Linked DNA regions of Sus scrofa: regions 1 and 2 are each linked to region 3. A link is a contact called in public HiChIP or PLAC-seq data. All regions are on one chromosome and are shown on one strand. The core of a region is the stretch at or near the end of the contact, and the rest is flanking DNA. Distances in the headings are between cores, read along the strand shown. Region 1 has its middle 150 kb from the start of TANK. Region 2 has its middle 130 kb from the start of TANK. Region 3 overlaps RBMS1 (RNA-binding motif, single-stranded-interacting protein 1).

What was found. HiChIP or PLAC-seq counts read pairs in DNA pulled down with a chosen protein or histone mark.
Region 1: a contact with region 3 is called in an H3K27ac HiChIP or PLAC-seq map of alveolar macrophages, with 7 times the contacts expected there. The contact joins two enhancer-like sites. A contact is called at or near these places in 2 of 47 Hi-C or Micro-C datasets (embryonic fibroblasts and fibroblasts) and 2 of 2 datasets of contacts at active chromatin or transcription factors (alveolar macrophages and skeletal muscle).
Region 2: an H3K27ac HiChIP or PLAC-seq map of alveolar macrophages shows a contact between it and region 3. The contact joins two enhancer-like sites. A contact is called at or near these places in 1 of 47 Hi-C or Micro-C datasets (fibroblasts) and 1 of 2 datasets of contacts at active chromatin or transcription factors (alveolar macrophages).

What each region holds. Positions count from the first base shown.
Region 1 is chr15:67,815,696-67,818,843 of Sscrofa11.1, reverse strand. No RefSeq gene overlaps it. Among named protein-coding and RNA genes, the nearest start is that of TANK, 150 kb to the left of the region's middle. Within about 2 kb of position 1,728, at least 33 of the 83 cell types and tissues checked have an H3K27ac peak or open chromatin away from gene starts, as enhancers often do. A contact at or near this core is called in alveolar macrophages, where this site is marked.
Region 2 is chr15:67,839,219-67,842,369 of Sscrofa11.1, reverse strand. No RefSeq gene overlaps it. Among named protein-coding and RNA genes, the nearest start is that of TANK, 130 kb to the left of the region's middle. Within about 2 kb of position 1,864, at least 2 of the 83 cell types and tissues checked have an H3K27ac peak or open chromatin away from gene starts, as enhancers often do. A contact at or near this core is called in alveolar macrophages, where this site is marked.
Region 3 is chr15:67,327,178-67,330,558 of Sscrofa11.1, reverse strand. All of the region lies in intron 1 of RBMS1 (RNA-binding motif, single-stranded-interacting protein 1), which reads left to right. Among named protein-coding and RNA genes, the nearest start is that of RBMS1, 81 kb to the left of the region's middle. Within about 2 kb of position 1,573, at least 5 of the 83 cell types and tissues checked have an H3K27ac peak or open chromatin away from gene starts, as enhancers often do. A contact at or near this core is called in alveolar macrophages, where this site is marked.

The DNA of each region.
Region 1 (3,148 bases), core at 479-2,978, 490 kb before region 3:
AGCTGTGTGTCCTTGGAAAAGTGACACAACTTCTCTGAGCCAAATCTCATTATCTCTAAAGGGAAAATACTAATACTTCTTCCACAGCCTTGTTCATAGTTTCACACAAATTAATTCTCAGCTACCTACAAAATGGAGGTTATTCATTAGTTTACATGAGTAGGAGAAACTAAAAGAACTTTGATTCTTTTATTCTAAAATCCATGGAAGAATCACCAGAATAAAACGAAGAGCACCTTTTGATTCTAATTTCGGATGACATCTGTACAAAATTAGATCGCAGAGGAGCAGAGACAGGTGAGTTTCCAAGAACACAGATGTTATAACAATTGTTCACAGTCATTGGATTTTTCACCTTTAAGTCTTACAAATTTCAAAAAGGTTAACTCAGACAGCATTGTATTTCTTCTATAGCTGTTAGATGGATGAGAGAGGTGGGACATGGAGAAATCAAATAGCAAAGTATGACAAATTTGCACTATTTTCGAGTTTCTAAATACTAACTTTTAATGGAGAGAATGTTTAACATTGTCATGGTAACTATTTCACTTCTGTACAACAATGGAGAAATAACCTGTAGACAAAACACTAACTGTATTCTTGTTTAACATTCAAAGTAATTTTTGTCTGGAGTTCTTGTTGTGGCACAGTGGGTTAAGAATCCAACTGCAGTGGCTCAGATTGCTTCAGAGGTGAAGGTTTTATCCCTGGCCTGGAGCAGTGGGTTAAAGGATCCGGTGCTGCCACAGTTGTGGCTCAGATTCAGTTCCTGACCTGGGAACTTTCATATGCCGTGGACTTAGCCATTAAAAAATTTTTTTTGTATAAAATAGATAATTCTGAAATAATAGTAGTAACTGCTTTTAAGGCTCATCACTATACAAAATGCTTCATCTGAAGTATCTCCTAGAACTGCATGAGGATAAAAATTAGATGTTAATTTAAAATTGAGGCTTTCAACACTAAAAAGTACTGATTATGCTGATACAGTTACCTTCTATTTTTTATTATTTTTTTGTCTTTTTGCTATTTCTTTTGGGCCGCTCCAGCGGCATATGGAGGTTCCCAGGCTAGGGGTCGAATTGGAGCCTTAGCCACCGGCCTACGAAAGAGCCAGAGCAATGCGGGATCCGAGCTGCGTCTGCGACCTACACCACAGCTCACGGCAATGCCGGATCCTTAACCTACTGAGCAAGGCCAGGGATCGAACCTGCAACCTCATGGTTCCTAGTCGGATTCGTTAACCACTGCACCATGACGGGAACTCCTATAGTTACCTTCCAAAAGCAAATTTTTTTGCTCTATGTAATTATCCCAGCTAGGAAAACTATCGCCAAATAGTCAAATAAAATAAGTGGAAATGAAATGAAATACATGTACAACTCACTGTCAGAACAGGAAAGGATGCTGATCATCAACCCCTTACCCTTAGTTCCATGAAAATATTTTTATTGGCTTAAAAAAGAATATATCATTGTGTGTATTTTTAAAAATCAGAGACATCTTGAATTATCAAAGAAAACTTTACAGAACACTGAAACCTACCAAAAATAGGCTGGGGGAAGTTGAAAGGAAAGCAACATCTGATTGATGGTTAAATTACACAACACTGTCACTTCCTTGACAACTGAAGGACGTTTCTCGTTTGTGTGGAGAAACCTCTGCAGTGTTTGCAACAATAAATTTGTCGGTTTAGTGTATAGCTGAAAATATTCACTAGGGGGCAGCCTCTCACTGAAATGCAAGAGAGACTGCCTGCATCATCTGATTTCAATAAGAAACTGGCCCAGGGAGGCACACATTCTCGGCACAGCCTCTAAAGGGAAATTTATGCATCTATAAAATGTTGAATCAGCACAGTCACTCAGTGGCCAGTAAAGGAAGGAAAAAGTCTTGCATAACATTAAAAGCCCAGCATCAATAGATGCTTAGCTGTATGGACGGTGTGTGCTTTGAACACAAAACCTTTGCTGTGTGTGTGCTGAGCGTTTGGCTACTGTCAGGTTTTTTAAGTCATAGTTGATACACACACACACACACACACACACACACACACACAAAGCCACCATGCAAGTAAACGTTTTATAGTTGGGAAGGAATTGAAACAAGTACGGATTGATTTTTCCTTAACCGCTTAAACCCTAGGTTTAAACTGAATGGAACGCTGTGGCCAGGCTGTTCCTTCACCGCTTCCTGACTTTTGTATGACCCTTTCTACCAACCTATTGTTTTTCCTTTTTGCCACTCTTTCTCTTGCGTTTTATATTCCTCAAGTGATCTCACCTAACAAAATCAACAGCCCGTGTCCCGAGGAGAGTCGTGACTGTGTTTTTTTAACCGGGCTCTGAATGGTCTCAGCATTACTCAGAGGCAATATTTGAAATGTGATACTGCCCAGTTCCTCTGCAAGCCAGCAGGGCTGCCAGGCCTATTGTGTCTATGATTGTAAATGCATCTGAGAGCCCCTGAGCAACTGGTGTGACCTTGTGTGGTCCGGGAAGCTGGGAACTGGGACAGAGCAAGGGTGGCCAGGCACATTGTAACCCAGGACCCACATGCAGCATAAGCTGAGCATACAGATGCTTGTGGAAACGTGGGGGCCACCCCTGCAGCCTGGTATGGAAATGGAGCTTGAGAAGAGGAAAGAAAAGGAATCCGTTAGACTAGAGGTGGGCATCCACAGAAACTAGGGCCCACAGAATCAATAATTATTCCCTAAGCTGGAGGCTAGAACTTGTGGCAGTTAGAAAGCATGGCTGGGTATGGGCTCTCTAGCCAGACTAGAGTTTGAATGCTAGCTCTGTCTATTGCTGGCTGGCTGTCTTTGGGAAGGTCACTTTTTTGTGCCTCAGGTTCTTTGTCTGGAAAAGGAGTGCTTAGAATAGTGCCTGGCACATGAGTTCAATGAAAGCAAACTATTATTATTATTGTTGTTGTTGTTGTTACTGTTATTAGGATGCAGAAATGAGGGAAGAGGACTTCATAAAAAGTCAGTTTCCTCCACTGAAAAATGGGGGTAATAGCAGAATCCACTTTATAGAGGTGTTGTAAGATTTAAATAAGCTACCATATGTGAAGTGCTTAGAAGAGTACTTATCAAATAGTAAGTGCTCAATAATTAGTACTGCTATTAGAAACCTAGATAGAG
Region 2 (3,151 bases), core at 615-3,114, 510 kb before region 3:
AGAAGATATAAGAAAAGGGTCCAAGAAGGTGGGTCTGTTTGGGGCCAGAGGATGTCAGGGTGGAGCTGGAAGTCGAAGCTGGAGCTGGGCAGTCAGGAGTCAGAGTAGCAGCACCTGTGTTAAACCCAAGGGCTAGAGTGTGTTTCTCCTGCAGGAAAAGGGTCTGGAACTGTCTCTCCTGGCAAGGGGTCCTCTCTACAGTTACCTTAGCAAGTCTGTGCACCTGCATTATGCCCTGCTCAAACTTTGTATGTGGAAATGGTAATCCAGCACAGAGACTTGAAGCATCTCATGACCATGATGAATTCATAGCTATAACCCTCCCTATATAAAGGGGAAACACAATAAAAGAAAGAATTTAAATCTGAGAAAGTAAGGAAAATGTAGCAATTTTGTGTGATGAAAACTGTGATTATATTTAATAATTTTGATGAGATAAAGAAGTGAAAGTATCTATAAAACAAGAACAAAAACTTATGAAATAAGAATAAGATGCTATGACTCTAGAATGGGATACAATGGAAAAGAATCAACTTAATGAAAAACAAGATTGTTGAAACAATAAAACTAAACATAATGGACTGGACCTAACTAAAGAATGAGTTATCAAATAAAAAATTAAGTTGAGGAAATACTAATATCATCTAATATGTATTGAGTGCTTACTATGTGCCAGGCATTGTTCAAGCATTTACCATGTATTATCTCCTTTAATTCTTACAAGAATTATATATTCCCACTTTAGGAAACCAAGGCAAAGATAAAATAAATAATTACTCAAAGCCACAGAACTGGTCTTGAATTCAAAGAGAGCCCCTGTATTTATTCACTGAACTGTAAAACCAACTCTCAAAATTTCTCAAAATACAGCACAAAGAGATAAATAAATGGAAAAAAGCTAAGAGACAGGGCATAAATCCTAACCCTCATAAATAAAAATCTACATGTTTATAAATCCCCAGTTACTCATGTATACTTAAAGATTGCTAGGACTGCTTTAGTAATTAGTCAAAATTGGCTATACTGGAAACTAAAGTATTTGGTCTGAGAAAAAAATTTTCCTACTGAAGTTTCAAGAAGTCAGGAGAAAAATCTGAAAAACTGGAAAGCCAAGTGGAACTCTTTACTGAATCTTGTGTTAATTAATCAAGGACCACATATTGCCTAGTTTCTGTGTATTCCAGTCAGCCCAAGTAACTTTCTGAAACAAGAATAATATTTGAGAAACAAAGAGGGATGAGTTTCCTCAGGTAGTCAGGTGAGAATGTATGGAAGTGAAGTGTGTGTGTGTGTGTGTGTGTGTGTGTGTGTGTGTGTGTGTGTAGATAAGGGTTGTGCCTCCTTTTGGTTTTGCTGATTGAGGTGTAGCTCTTAGAGAACACATCATGATTTCCCTGTCTCTATTTAGATTGTGAGCATCTTAAAAGTAAGAAATGTCATACTCTTCTTTGTAAAGAATAGTACAGTGCCTAGAACACAGAAGCATGCTTTTTTTTGTCATTGTTGAATGCTTGAGTAAATTATTCCTGTCTTTTTTTTTTTTAAAGGTAGTAATTTACAAAGCTCTTCTTTCATCTTCTGTTGGATGTTTCTATCAATAGTGGTTCAGATTCTGGGAGGATGGGCACACAAAAACATCTGACAAGGGGTTTTGAAATAGTATAGGGAAGTCTCTAGGACAATTTAGCAAAATCAATTTCCTTTTGAATGGATGCTCCAAAATGATTGGTAGTGGTTGCCTGGAGCCATGCTGGGAAGGATTCTGAGGCTGCATCTGGCCTCAACTGGAAAGAGCACTATAATCAGTGATGTGTGCCAGGGGTAAGGGAGTAGGACTTAGCATCCTGTGACCACGTATTTGCCCTGGAGAGAAACGGCCATATCTGGAAGCCAATCAAGGATGGAGTTGGAGGGGGATGGGCAGTCAATGAGGGTACATCCTTTTACAGAGATCTTAAATACTGGCTTACCAAATTTTCAGAAGAGTATCTTAGTTCCGAGATGACATAAGAAAGTCCTGTTTATGTAAATGTGGACTTGGGGCCTTCTTAAATGGAGCCACATCTGTTTATTCCATATCCTAGAACTCAAGAGCCACAGCGGGACGAGCTGATCAGAAGAATTTCTGCACCAGTGTATGTGAACTTGATTGCTGACCTCTCAAGATCTCCATTGACAAGATGGGATTTCCGAGAATTTGTCAGCATTCACACTGAATGTAAAGTTGAGGACAATTACCAATTGGTCAGGACTTTCCACATCCCTGCTTAGTTCCTCATTTCTTCCCCATTTTTATGAAACAGATCCGGTATCTGGGGCTGAGACAGTTTTCAGGAAGCTGTTTCCCATATCCTGTCACTCATGTCAGACCAAAGGATGTTGTTACACCAGAGATTTTACTTAGACAGTTATTTTATTTTAATTTTGCTCCCCCCCCCAAGCATTCATTTCTATTTCCCAAGGTATTTTAGAATCTCTAATATTTTTCAAGAAGCAAAGTCTTGGCAAATATTGGCTTATTGACAAAGAATTAAAGGGTCTATGGTGCTAGATAAGGGGCTTAGAGAATGGAATTGTGGAATTAGACATGGCTCTATTTGGATGAATTGCTGTACTGGAAAATTCATGAACTTTGATATCTGACAGCTTTGGCTAGACCTTTGATTTTCTATTTTAAAATGTATGAATTTGAGAAAGTTATTGTTTCCTCATCTGTAAAATGAGTACATTAATGCCTCCCTCTCAGGGCACAGTGTATAAGTGACATAACATAATAATGGCATCTAAGCACAAAATGTGTTTCCCTTTCCTCTATTATGTAGTTTTGTTGCACGACTTAACATTCTCAGCCTTAGTCTGAAAGGAGCGCAGAGGAATATCCTGTCAATGTTTTAGGGTTGAAACACCCAATTAGGAAATTCTTCCTTATACAAACGTGTTGTTTAAGCCATATATTTCTTGTTCTAATTTATTCTGTAAAATGTGAAAAAAGGGAGTTCCTGTCATGGCTCAGTGGTAACGAACCCAGCTAGCATCCATGAGGACACTTGGTTCAATCCCTGGCCTTGCTCAGTGGGCTAAGGATGTGCCATTGCCTTGAGCTGAGGTGTAGTGTGCTCAGATCCAGCTTTGCTGTGGCTGTGGTAGAGCC
Region 3 (3,381 bases), core at 324-2,823:
GGTTAAAAATGAGTGTTTCAAAAATATATATATTTCTGGAGCCTAGGCTATGAATAAAAGGAACATGTGTGTGCATTTGCATGCACTGTGTTCACGCACCTGTGTGCCATACTGCGCAGATTTTGACTCATTTTTTTCACATTTCAGCATCACTGAAATCAGGATGCATCTTATCATTTGTGATGTCTTATAATTACAGTTATCCATTTTTTCAAATGTTAACATCTCAGTAATTGTCAAGCATATTATAATCAGTGGCATCTTAGATTGTAGGACATAGCTTATATCCAGATATTTATAGGAGACTGATCTCAGAGAGATTTATGGGACATACCTCTTTTCCCCAAAAAGTAGAGCAAGAATATTTATTATGACAGTAATAGTTGAGGTCAAGAGAGAAACCCATTTGCTCATGGAACCCCATTACTTTAATAAGTAATAACAAATGTAACATTTATTACAACCCCTCTTAGGATCCCAAGTGATCTAAAGATTAGGATGCAAATTCACCATGTTTAATAGAATCTGTTAAGTGTACTTTTTATTATTTGATCACTCCATTTCTTACATTCAGCTCTTTCTAATTTCATGTAATCATCGTTTTGAAAAGAGGATGCAAATCATCATTTCCATCGTGTGTGTGTGTGTGTGTGTGTGTGTGTGTGTGTGTGTGTGTAAAAAGCTACCTCTCCTCAGCCATTCATGCCTCCAACAAAGCCTACTACATGTAGGACAATGGGTTAACTCATTAGAGATTTACATACTGTTTAAGCAATCTTACAAAAGTGTTAAGGCTCAAAATAAGGTGACTCTATGCTCACTTTTATGAGTTGGACAGTGCAGAATACAGAGAAAAGCTGTATACAATCTACAGAAGACATAGACTCTAGTCCCAGGGTAGGAATGTAATGAATAGGTTCAGATTCGGAGGCCGTTTAACAAAGAATCTTCTAATAGAAATGGCTACATGTAGATAGGTTCAGTGAATTTATTATTCATCATGGTGGCCAAGGAGAGAGACAGTAGCATTCATTCTATTATTGAAATATTTCTTGGGTGATTATTATATGCCAGGCGTGGAGAATGGCTTTTTAATAATTCTTTCCAACCTTGAGGTGCTGCCTTATGACCTAGGTCAAGTTTTTTATCCTACCTGAGGCTCTCTCTCCTGCTCAAAAAAGCTGAGAATGCCTGCCCTGTCTCTTCCCCTGAGATTGTGGATTGTAACACTTTAATAATATAATAAAACATAACAATATAATGTACTGTAACATAATATAATATAATAATAATATAATATAATATGTAAGACTGCAGAATGTCTTCAGAAGTTATCTACTTCTTTCTCCTGGTGCTTCCTCCAACTTGGAAGTATTTCACAGGATTTTAACATTTAATAATCCTTTAGTTGAAATATCATCACATCTGCCACTAGATCAAATATTAAATTGGGAGGTGAAGGAAGGGTGGTTCTCAGAGGATCTCTCTAATATGTTGTCAGCATGCTGGGAGTGTTCTTTATAGTTTGGAACTAGGAATTGCTGATGTCATGATCAGTCATATTGTCATGACAACATCAGAATTTTCTCATTTGCCTTCTCTTAGCTTGGGGAGTATCAATTTGCCACAGGTCTGTCATCAGTTTGTCCCATGTGTTAAGTGTATTAGATAACCCAGAATTAGTCATTCTTTTTTTTGTTTGTTTTTTGCTTTTTGTCTTTTTGTCTCTCTAGGGCCACACCTGCAGCATATGGAGGTGCCCAGGCTAGGGGTCCAATCAGAGCTGTAGCTGCCAGCCTGCACCAGAGCCACAGCAACACAGGATCCAAGCTGTGTCTGCAACCTACACCACAGCTCACGGCAATGCTGGATCCTTAACCCACTGAGTGAGGCTAGGGATCAATCCCTTGTCCTTATGGAGGCTAGTCGGTTCGTTAGGTTCATTAACCGCTGGGCCATGACGGGCACTCCCAAGCTAGTCATTCTTAAGGACAGTTAGGCTGGGGAATTTTTCTAACCTCCTTATGTAGCCAACTGCAATACTCTTAACTAAATATTCTTTTGCTGGAAAGTTCACCTTCATACATACTCAGCTAAGTAAAAGTTCACTTTTTATTCTAGATTTTCTTGTGTGAACCTTATTTTAGTGGAGAATAAAAAGCTTTTCCGCATCCTCGTTTGCTTAAAGGGTGTCATTAATTATTCTATTATCCCCTTCTTCAGGTGAAATAAAATACCTTAATGGTAATCTTAGCAACTAAAGAGAAAGGACATTTTTATTGTTTTTTTCCTTCTGTATTTGGAATGCCTTAAATCCTCATTTGTGCTGTGGATCCCAGATTATGGATAGACATTGAGTGTGTCTCCCAGACGTTTAGGAATGTCTTAGACCTTTTGTCATTCTTGGCTTATATGAGGGTTTTGTTCCTCCAAGGTATAGTTGTTCACCCTGTGCTATCAAAACTTTCATTTGAGCAGTTGATTTTTACTCATGGGAAAGAGATAGTTATTCCAAGTTTGAATTTTTTTTTTCATGATTTGGAGGGGTTTTTTTGGGGGGGGGTTGGCTGTAATTTTCCACAGGTTCTGTTGATTTCCTAAGTACTTTCTGTCTCTTCCCAAGTCATGTAGCAAGAGGTAGATGTGATCAGTCATTTCCACACCACATCTGCCCCACCCTTCCTCACGATGGCACTTACCCTTTGCACATAGTTTGATCATATACAGTAGTTGATTATGTTCACTTCTATTTCTCTAGGTAAACTGTAATGGCAAAAACCAATGACTATTATCTTTTGTAATTTGTAATTTTATTATAATTCACTGAATTATCTGAAAGTGTCCTGAAAATAAGCTCTTATTTTCTTACAGGCTTGCTATAGGAATGGAGACTAACAGGCTCCAATACTAGATTTCCACAATGAAAGAAGGTAGAGGATTGAGGCATCCATCCAGGTAATTTAGAAAAGGAATAATCCACAATAAATGCAAAAGGGAGCTTCCCTTTTTCTCCTGGTTTCCCAGATACTTGTCTCTCCTTAATGGTGTTGTAGAATTTGATCTACAGTTACAGATTCAAGTATAATAGAACCAAAGCAAAACCAAAATCTTGACATTTTAATTCGTATAGCACCCTTTCATGATTTTGTTGGTTGAAAAGAATAAGGACTCATGTACCTATTTTTATAGAAAAACAGAGGAAAAGAAATTTAACTTACAGAGAATCATATGCCAGAAATTTGAATGAGCCTTGAATTGTATTAACTTCCTCAAGAGCAGGGCAGTAGCTAATTTATGAATAGATTATATCCAACATTTTTTGAGTGTAAATTATTTGCTTGGAATTTAGAGACTGTTTTGCCACTGGGAGAAATATCTTAA